3 separate regions of the Mus musculus genome follow, and all the other regions are linked to region 3. The links are chromatin contacts, called in public promoter capture Hi-C maps. All regions are on one chromosome and are shown on one strand. The core of a region is the stretch at or near the end of the contact, and the rest is flanking DNA. Distances in the headings are between cores, read along the strand shown.

What was found. Promoter capture Hi-C pulls out the DNA fragments that hold promoters and counts their contacts.
Region 1: a promoter capture Hi-C map of hippocampal neurons shows a contact between it and region 3, with 4 times the contacts expected there. The contact joins the promoter of Nudt1 here to the promoter of Micall2 in region 3. A contact is called at or near these places in 7 of 39 promoter capture datasets (the 3T3-L1 cell line, 3T3-L1-derived adipocytes, cranial neural crest and 4 more), 8 of 115 datasets of contacts at active chromatin or transcription factors (bone marrow-derived macrophages, embryonic stem cells, fetal liver and 5 more) and 2 of 9 other capture datasets (embryonic stem cells and liver).
Region 2: a promoter capture Hi-C map of liver shows a contact between it and region 3, with 2.2 times the contacts expected there. The contact joins the promoter of Dnaaf5 here to the promoter of Micall2 in region 3. A contact is called at or near these places in 4 of 39 promoter capture datasets (3T3-L1-derived adipocytes, erythroid cells and liver), 1 of 484 Hi-C or Micro-C datasets (CD4 T cells) and 2 of 115 datasets of contacts at active chromatin or transcription factors (bone marrow-derived macrophages and embryonic stem cells).

The regions. Positions count from the first base shown.
Region 1 is chr5:140,330,554-140,333,698 of GRCm38.p6, reverse strand. It overlaps Nudt1 (nudix (nucleoside diphosphate linked moiety X)-type motif 1), which reads right to left and starts at 1,839. Exons shown (of 5, transcript NM_008637.2): 1 at 1,744-1,839; 2 at 1,226-1,276. Mrm2 (mitochondrial rRNA methyltransferase 2) reads left to right here and starts at 1,801. Exons shown (of 3, transcript NM_026510.1): 1 at 1,801-1,846; 2 at 2,430-2,719. The coding sequence starts at 1,839.
Region 2 is chr5:139,148,828-139,152,018 of GRCm38.p6, reverse strand. Dnaaf5 (dynein, axonemal assembly factor 5) reads right to left here and starts at 1,784. Exons shown (of 13, transcript NM_001081265.2): 1 at 1,184-1,784; 2 at 352-536. The coding sequence starts at 1,772. It also overlaps a transcript of Prkar1b not described here.
Region 3 is chr5:139,734,474-139,737,650 of GRCm38.p6, reverse strand. It overlaps Micall2 (MICAL-like 2), which reads left to right and starts at 1,318. Exons shown (of 17, transcript NM_174850.3): 1 at 1,318-1,633. The coding sequence starts at 1,491.

The DNA.
Region 1 (3,145 bases), core at 590-3,089, 600 kb before region 3:
CAGCAACCACATGGTGGCTTGCAATTGTCTGTAATTCTAGCTCCTGGGGATATGGCCCCCTACACAAACATACATGGAGGCAAAGCATCAATGAACATAAAAAATAAATATTTTTTAAAAGCTATACACCACCTCTGGATGGTTTTTTAAAATATTTATTTGTTTGTTTGTTTGTTTATTATATACACTGTAGCTGTCTTCAGACACTCCAGAAGAGGGCATCAGATCTCATTACGGATGGTTGTGAGCCACCATGTGGTTGCTGGGATTTGAACTCAGGACCTTTGGAAGAGCAGTCAGCGCTCCTAACCGCTGAGCCATCTCACCAGCCCCCCAAAATAAATATTTTTAAAACCCTATACGTTCTCGAATAAAAAAATCCAACAACCCTATATGTGCACAATATAAGTTAAAATTTAAAAACAGAATAAGAAGAAAGGGAAAGAAAAGGGACCCGGAAGCTTAGGCCTGGTGCTGAGGTAAGTCAGGAGAAGAAGTGGGCTTAGCATTGGCCTGTGTTCTGACTTGCCTGTGCCTGAGCCTCTGGCTTCCTGACTCAGCAAAGTCAGCCATCTCTTATTAAGCACCGGCTGTATACAGCTGTCTTTCATAGCCACAGGATATCCACAGGATATCTTTCATATCCACAGATACCAGGATACCTTACCCTTCCATGGATACTGGGATTAAAGTATGATGAAATCACTTCTTTGAAATGGCATATTTGCCTGTAACTTACAGACATCCTCCGGCCCACTTTACATGCAAACTATGTAAATTGTTTTCATGTAGGGAGTGATGACAAATGTCCTCACATTCCATACAGATGAGTGATTTGTTTTGCAAGGATTTTAAACGAGACAGAGTTGTGCCATGTTCTCCATTCTGGACTTAAACTCACAATCTTCCCGCTCAACCACCTGAGTGTAGAATGACAGGCGTGCACCAGCGTGCTCAGCTCCTTGTCTCAGTGAAATGAGCAGTGAGGACATAGATTGGAATCAGGTAGAATGGGTGTGGCTATGGCTCTGTTGATTGGCATTGCTTCAAACAGAGTCCCCATACTGTTTCCCTTTGCAATGGAAATGGGAGTGGGTGGGTAGGGGAGTGGGGGGGAGGGTATGAGGGACTTTTGGGATAGCATTGGAAATGTAAATGAGGAAAATACCTAATAAAAAAAGTAAAAAAAAAAAAAAAAAGACTAAGAACAGAGTTTAAGACTTACTTTCTTCGTTTCTGAGGCGAAAACTAGTGCTCCGAGGTCAAATGGCAGAGCCTAGAAGCAAACAAGGGTGTCCTGGTAGCTGTGATAGGTGGTAAATCGGATGTGTGTCAGGGAACTTTGGACAACCTTTGGTCTGAATTGAGGTCAAGTGTTGCAGGTGTTGGAGACAATGCACATGGAGTGCAGAGCCCAGAACCTGCCTGCAGGGGGCACTCTGCAAATGCCGTTCCCTAGCCTCCCCTCCCAGGGGCTATGGCCGGTACAGACAGGCTGCAAACTGCCCATGCATCAGCTTACCGCCCAGGTCCCCTCTCCCTCTCATTTCTGCTCCCTACTCTCTGTAGTTTCCCTGGTCTTCCCGACCTCAGGCCTGCCCAGTACCCCAGTTTTCCTGGTGGGTTTGAAGCTGCTCTCTAGTCCTTCTACCCCTTCTCTCCCCAGATTTTCCCTGGCACCCCACTCCCGACCTCCAGCGTCTCTCCCGCACCCAGATCTCATTCGCCCGGGACCATCCATACCTTCGCGCCCCAGCCAAAGTTTCCCGGGGCGGAGCCTCGCGTTGGAAGCGAGGGCGGGACTTCCGGCGGCGGGAGGAAACCACCAGCAAGCAGCAATGGCCGGGTGAGTGAGTTACGGCGTCTGCCTGCGCTAAAAGGACGTCTTTGCATACAGGAACGGAGTGGATGACAGTAGTAGGGAGCTCAGTGAATTGTGTTGCAGAGGGGTGCTGGCGACCTCCGTCCCGGGGAGCGGGACACGGGTGTACGATGTTTATTCATGTACAGACGTGAGTGAGTGAGGCTTGCAACATAGAAATAGGTGTATGGGCTCCGTGGATAAAGCTGTGCATTCGGGAGGATTGGGGTTCGGATCCCCAGAGCCTACAAAATACTGGACATGTGTGCTGACCAAATGTAACCCCAGTGCTGGGGAGGCAGAGAAAAGGGGTCCCTGGAGAAAGCTGGCGAGATAGACTGGCAGGTTGGCGACCTTACATCAATACATAAGGTAGAGAGCAAGCGAAGGGGACGTCCCTTCTCTACTTTGGACCCCCATACACAGGCAGACACATGTGCACATACATGCTAATACACATGCGTGCATGCATATCGCACATACATATGCAGAAACAAAAAGGTTGAACCAAGACTTTCTTGCCTCTCTGTGTAATGCCCACCCGCTAACTCTTTTTTCGTCATTTCAGGCATCTGAAGCTGGTAGGCGTTCCCCTTAAGGTTCGGAGGTTACACACAGCAGTGTGTCACTACAGGGGCCGGACCGGCGCTGAGCACCTGTGGCTCACGCGGCATCTAAAGGATCCGTTTGTGAAGGCCGCAAAGGTGGAGAGTTACCGCTGCCGCAGTGCCTTCAAACTCCTGGAGATGAATGAGAAGCATCAGATCCTGAGGCCCGGTCTCCGGGTGCTGGACTGCGGGGCAGCTCCGGGAGCCTGGAGTCAGGTGGCAGTGCAGCGCGTCAATGCCACAGGCGCAGGTGGGACCTGCTGGACTCCCAGCTCCTCTGACTACTGCTAGTGAGCAGCTCTTACCTAGAGACATTGTTTGAGGCTCTTTCTAAGTAGGTTTAGAGATGAGAGTTACAGAAATACGACACAGGCTGGGTACAGGACACAGCTGCTAAGTAAAGTCAGGCCCCGCAGGCCTACGAGGTGGAGGCAGGATTAGAAGTTCAGGGTCATCCCAGCTACATGGTATGTCTGTACTAGAGAAAAAAAAAAGGGCAGAGGTAGGGGGTTGGGAAGGGAGCACAGGGTGGTGGTGATGCTATGAAGATGGGTTAGTCAGCAGTGGTTCTCACTCTGGGCTGTGACCCACTGGCTTGGTGGTTGAATGGTGCATGCCGGTAAGGCTGACAAGCTTGAGTTCTCGCCCCAGGATTTACACTGTGGACGGGAGAATT
Region 2 (3,191 bases), core at 535-3,034, 590 kb after region 3:
GGTCATGTGCTCCCCCTTCACTTGTTTCCTCCCTTGGAGACAGAGCCTGCCTACCACCAGTCCTTTCTCTTTAGGGGACATTACCATAAGCCACAACAGTCTAAGGTCTGAGACAGGCCTGTGCTCTGAAAGCCAGTGAGTGCTCTGTCTACATCTGGAGGGCTCCTGTCTGCCCCCCACCAGCATGGAGACCACCCCAGCACCGGACTTCCACTTCCGTTCTGTCCTTCCCGGCAAGGCCCTAAGCACTAGGCCCTGCACTGAAATTCTCTCAGTGGATGAGCACATGAGGACACTTCTATTAACAGAAGCACATGGTTTCAGGACTGTCAAGCAGAAAACTCCCAGTACCTGAGGGACGTCATCGAAGAGTCTTTGAGCAAAGTGGGAAAGGACATCATCCACCGAGTTCCCACTGCCAAACTGGATCACAGTGCCCGTGGCTTCGATAACGGCTACCCGGACCTTCCAGTGCTGGTGGGAGATGGTCTGCATCAGGGGGCCTATCAAGGACTCCGATTGCATGTGGAAGTGCTCTGTGGGATTAGGGAGGCTGCTGGTTATGCGATACAGCTGCATGGGGCCCTGTTCTGTGGCTACCATCAAACCTTCCTCTGGCCTCTGCTAGCCTCAGCTCCCACTTTTTCTCTCCAATGGTGCTGGGAGCTGCTTATGCTCCAGGCATCCGGAGGGATATATACACCTATTTCACAAAGTTGGCTCCCCCCTACCCCCGGGAAGACTTTAAACACTAGGTAGGGCCTCTTAACTTTTCCAAACTCTAGTCTAGAAGGAAAAAAGGGAAAAAGCCCTGATCAAGCAGGGCTGTAGATAGAGGGTAGAAATAAACGAGAAGCAGCCTCCCTTCATCCAGGAAGTTAGTGACCCGTGTCAGAGACAGAGAAGACACTGGAGTAAAGAAACTGAGTTGAGTTGTCCTTTCCCACATGAGTCCCATAACCCAGCATAAAAATGATCATGAAATGGGTGTGACACAGGTCTGAGAGTCTAGCACTTTAGGCTGAAGTAGAAGCAGCGTTATGTTTGACACCAGCCAGGGCTACATGGTGAGATCTCTTGTCTCGTGCCCCCTCCCATCGGAAATGACCTTACGAAGGAACCAGCCCACTTTAGTTCAGTTTCTGGACATCTAGGTAACCAGGGAAGCGGATAGGACGCTCACCCGGAGTGGCACGGGCCAGAGCGGCTGCGCACTCGCAGCCCTCCCGGCGCACCGCAGCGAAGGGGTCGAGCAGCGCGGCCCGCAAGGCGCGCACGGCGTCGTCCAGGTGGGGCGCGAGCGCGGCGCCGCCCAGGTCTACGGCGAGGTGGAGCAGCTGCACGAGGGCGAGACGCAGCTCCTCGCAGGGCTCCGGCGGCGGCCGCGCGAGTTCAGGTCGGGCCAGGCGTGCGCTGAGCGCCGGCAGCAGACGCGGCAGAGCGTCGCGGGGCCGCGCGGCGCGGCGCAGGCCAAGGTCGAGCAGGTGAGCGGCCAGCGCGCGGCAGCCCTCGGCCGGATCGCTTAGAAGCCGCAGCAGGCGCGGCAGCAGCAGACGGGCCCAGGGGCCCTGGAAGGCCGCGGAATCCGCGCCGGGCCGCACCGCCTCTTCCAGTACCTGCTCCAGAGCCTCCAGAGCGCGCCGCCGCCCCAGCTTACTTTCCGTCTCCAGCCCCGGTAGCAGGCGGCTTAGCGCGCGGGTCAGTTCCGCGGCTTCAGCCGCCTCGGTTAAGCCCGGGGCCGCGGCCACCTCCGCCTCCGCCGGCGCCGCCATCTTGAGCGCGTTGCCTGTCTCCAAGGGAACCGGCGCTAGTACGATGGTCCGAGCACGCTTTACGGCAAGACTTCCGGCTGCCTGGGTTGCTCGAGGCTGAGTGTGCGCCCCTTAGGAGTGATGCTGGGGGAGGGGCAGGGAGTAAGGGAGAGGCGGGGCCAGGGAAGTGGGCGGGCAAAGGGCTTAGAGGGCGGAGTGACGGGCAGGAGGACGAGAGAGGCTAAGAGAAGCAAGTGTAATTGGCTAGGTCCGGGAGTCTGGGGTGGGGCGCGAACCTTGAGGGCGAGGCAGAAGACAGCAAGCTCGGCAAGGGCCTTGGGCGAAAGAGGTAGTGGGCGGTACGAGGGGGTTGGTAGGCGGGACACGGGCCTCTTGGGTAGGGGCTTAGTGTAAAGAGAGGGGAATAAGGGATAATGGGAGGGGAAAGAACCAAATAGGCGGGGTGTGGACTTCGGGAGCATTGCAGGAGGTGGCAGGCGGAGCCCTGGTTTTGTGGGCGGGGCGAAGAATAAGGGTCTACGGGAAGGAGGCGGGGCAAGGAGTAGTGGGTTGGATGGGGGGGTAGGTGGGCGGGGCATGGGCCGCGCAGCTGGCTGACAAGTTTCAATAATAGGTGGGGTGCAGGTTTGGGGAAGGGACATAAAGCTCGAGGGAGGGGTGGGGGTCTGAGTAAGGTGAAGCGTGAGGATTGAGGTGCCTGAGACAAGGGCTGACAGGTGGGACGCAGGCCTTAGGGCGTGGCAAATGGCTAGGGGCGAGGCCAAGAGTGGGGCTGTCCTGTGCCTGAGTCTGGAACTTGGCCTGAGTGGCCAAGCTTCTGCAAGCCTGCACCTTCAGGTTCCTTTCCTCAGGGGCAGCTTAAGCTGAGGTTCTTTCTAATGGTGTAGATATGGCTGATCCTTACTGGGTTCCTCAGAGGTCATGAAGAAGTCAAGTGTGAATCTGCCACACGGTCTGACCTCAGTTTAGACATGAGGTATGCTCGATGGCTGGAAGTGTTTTTTTAGGGGGTCAGAGATGGTATTGTCAGTGGTCAGGACCCCCCACTGGGCACTTCCTAGGCCTGACTCAGTGCTGCATGACTTGGGCATCCAAACGAGTCACATCTGAGAACAGGCTTATAATGTTAGGGGTTGGGTTTTGTAACAAATTTGGCCTTTTTTTGTTGTTGACATTAGTTTTGTGGGAAATTGGTGTGAACCCTTAGGTGTTTTGAATGTGGCGTGGAAGCTTTAGGGGAACCATGTAAAATTGCTTAGGGTGGCAAAAGAGTTGTGAAGAGAGGTGACTGGCCAAGCAAAGGCTTGGTGTTAGAGGTGTCATGGACTCGTATGTCAAAGTCTTAAGCCTAGTCCATCAGAGTGTGAGTGTCTGGAGGTAGGATCTTTGCAGATGTCAAGATTGAGATATTGGGGCTAG
Region 3 (3,177 bases), core at 69-2,568:
GGGCAGCCCCTGGCTCTAACTGAGGACCTGGGAGAGGTACTTTCCTTAATCACCCCTGGCATCCTCAGAGACTTGAAAGAGGCTAAGAGTCTCCTGTCTCAAGACCCCTGGAGCGTGCCCCCTCAGCCTTCCTTTCCTCCTCTGTGAATGTAGAGCGGTTATTCTGGCTGGCTTGGCACCCTTGAGGGTGAAGGGAAAGCAGACAGTATTTTAAAGTTTGAGACAGGGTCTCAGGTCGCCCATGTCAGCCTTGCACCCCATATGTATCCTGGGATAAGCTTGGATTTCTGATCTTCCAGCTTCTCCCCGCTGAGGGCTGGGATTCCAGGTGTGTGCCATCACGACCAGTATCTGTCTGATGGGAAAGCACACTACTCAGCAAGGTCCACCCCAGCTTCCAACCAGACAGCTTTGTAGACCCTGAAAAGGGACACTCCTCAGAGGTTGCATCTACCCTAGCCTCTGTTTTCCCATTTGTCAACAGGCTGCCAACTCTAGAGGCTGAGGCAGGAGGATGAGTTAGGCAGACTAGGCAGCTTGGCCTCAACTTTAAAAAATAAAATAAAATAAAAGAACGCTGTTGCGGGTTTGGACTGGAGAGATGGGTCAGTCGTTAAGAGCATTTGCTGCTCTTCCAGAAGTCCTGGGGTTTAGTTTCCAGCACCCACATGGCAGCACAACCCGCTCCAACTCCGATTCTAGAAGAGCAGGGGCCTTCTTCAGGTCTCCCGGGCTACCAGACACACAAGGGGTGCAGATACACTTTCAGACCAAAGCCCATATGCATAAGATAGAATTAAAAGTAAGAAAGAAAACCGTAGCTGGGAGTGTAGCTCAGCTGGTGGTATGCTTGCCTGGCATGCAGGAAGCCTCAGGGTCCATACCCAGCACTGCACAAACCAGGCATGGTGTGGGGCACAAGCCTGTAATCCGAGAGCAGTAAAGGAGGTGGAGGCTGGGGAATCTGAAACACAAGGTCATCTTTGCTTTTATAATAAGCTAGAGGCCAATGCGAGCTACATTGGTCCCGGTCTCAAGGAAAACAAAAAAAGAAAACCCCGACGCCTCTGCTGGGAGTTATGGCTAAAGGCCAAGGCGGGAGCCAACGCCCAGAGTACCGGGCCCCTATTCTTCAAGTCCCAGGAAAGAGGGGGCGTGGTCTTATGTGGGCGTGCCCTTTGTGGGGCGTGGGTGTGGCCTGACCAAACTGGGGCGGTGCGGCCGGAACAAGGAGCCTGTGTGGAGCTTGGAGCTGGTGAGCCAGGCCTTCAAGAGGCGTGATCTTGTGGGGGCGGGTCTGAAGAGGCGGGGCCTCTAGGGGGCGGGGCCGGCGGCCTCGCAGGCGTCAAGAGTGTGTGGGGCGCCGGTCTCCCGGTGTTCTCTTCTTCCAGCCCGGCTGGTGGTCGGCGGGTCCGGGCCTCCTGCGCGTCTCGGGCCCAAGAGGGGCCTGTAGCCAGCTCCTCGAGCCGCCAGCCCGTCCTGCCGCCCATATGGCCGCCATAAAGGCCCTGCAAGAATGGTGCCGGCAGCAGTGCGAGGGCTACCGGGACGTGAGCATCACCAACATGACCACCTCGTTCCGCGATGGCCTGGCCTTCTGCGCTATCTTGCACCGACACCGGCCTGACCTTATGTGAGTGCTCTTTAACCCCTCTGTCGGGCTCTGATGTGCCGCTGCAAACGGGAAACTGAGGCCACGCCTGCCTTGGGATCCGGGTCGGAGGTTTCAGACACACCCCTCTCAGATGGGCCACCCGGGGTAGAGCAGAGACCTGCAGGTACAGCCTATTTGGTGGTCTCCAAGGCTGTGGCAGTCAAGTAGCCTCTGTGCAGGCCACCAAGTGCAGCTGGGCCAGGGGCCAGGACATGGGCTGTCCAGCCGGCTTAGTCAGTGGTGACTCAGGGCAGCGTCCGCCTTCCCCGAGCTCCCTGAGAAAGGGCAAAGGAACAGCTCCTGGGGGTCTGAGGTCTGGCCCCAAGATCAGGGCCATTTGAGGCTTCTAGTGGGATTACTGCCCCTCCTCTAATTTGTCTAGGCATCTTTGGGAAAGCAATCAAAGAGGGAAGCGCAAGCCTTTTAGCACCTTAGAATGACAGGAGACAATGGAGTCTGGGCCATCATCCTTGGAAGTTGTAGGAGAGGACAGGGATTGGGTCTAAAGCCTTCTATAGAAGAAGAGTCTTGGCATAGGAAGTTGGGAAGCAAGCCAGCTCTGTCTTGTTGAAGGACCTTGGCCCACAACTCAAACTGTTCTATCAGTTATTCACTTAGCAAACACTTAGGCAGACTCTGTTACAGGGACCTAAGTTAGTCTGGTGACCAGAGTCCTGAAATGGGACAAGATCACCTACAGCCCATGCCCTTCAGAGGAAAGCATTCTCCTGTACATGGTACATAAATGCAGAGTTGGCTGGTCTGGGAGTGTTTCCCAGGGAGGTCTTAGGGCTGAGTGAGGCTCCAGGCAGCACCTGTGGAGCCCACCTCAGCCAGCCTTCTTGCTGTGCAGATGGGGAAACTGAGGCTCCGAAAAGGAAAAACAAACAAATATTGTTCGTGTTACACAATGTGTCAGGAAGAGCCAGGCCTGGTGCTATCAGACTCCCTTGTGCCAAGCTTTGCTCTGCTCAGGAAGCCGGAATCTTGAGCAAGAAGTAGGCTTCTGCCCTGTGGTTATGAATTCCCCACCCCAACCCCCGAGCTGCTTGGGAGGGCCCCATGGCATGAGCCTCAGTCACTCTCAGGGAGATGGATGGTGTGAGCTCAGTGGGGCATCAGTCATGTGGAAACCAGGAAGCTGAGCTTCGATGGATGCTGGGCCAAGGATGTAGACCTTGGAAAATGGACTTGGGATGAGAACGTGGGTAGTCAGGTTTCTTCCGGTGGTGCAGGGGGAGTCTGGATGATGATGCAGAGTGGGGAGCTCAGATGAGAACTATGTGACGAGTTCTCAAGTGGAGGAGACGATGATGTTGGATTTTGGCTGGATTAGCCTCAGCTGGTAATTGGACAGGGACAGGGCCTTTGCAGACATGGGGTTTCCTCTGCTCCGAAGCAGGGACTATGTGTGCTCATGGCCTGACATGTAGTCCCCACAGAGGAGGAGAGGTGTACACGAAGAGATATATGTTTATTTATACTTGTATGTTTACTTGTGTGTGCATGTATATGCTGGCACA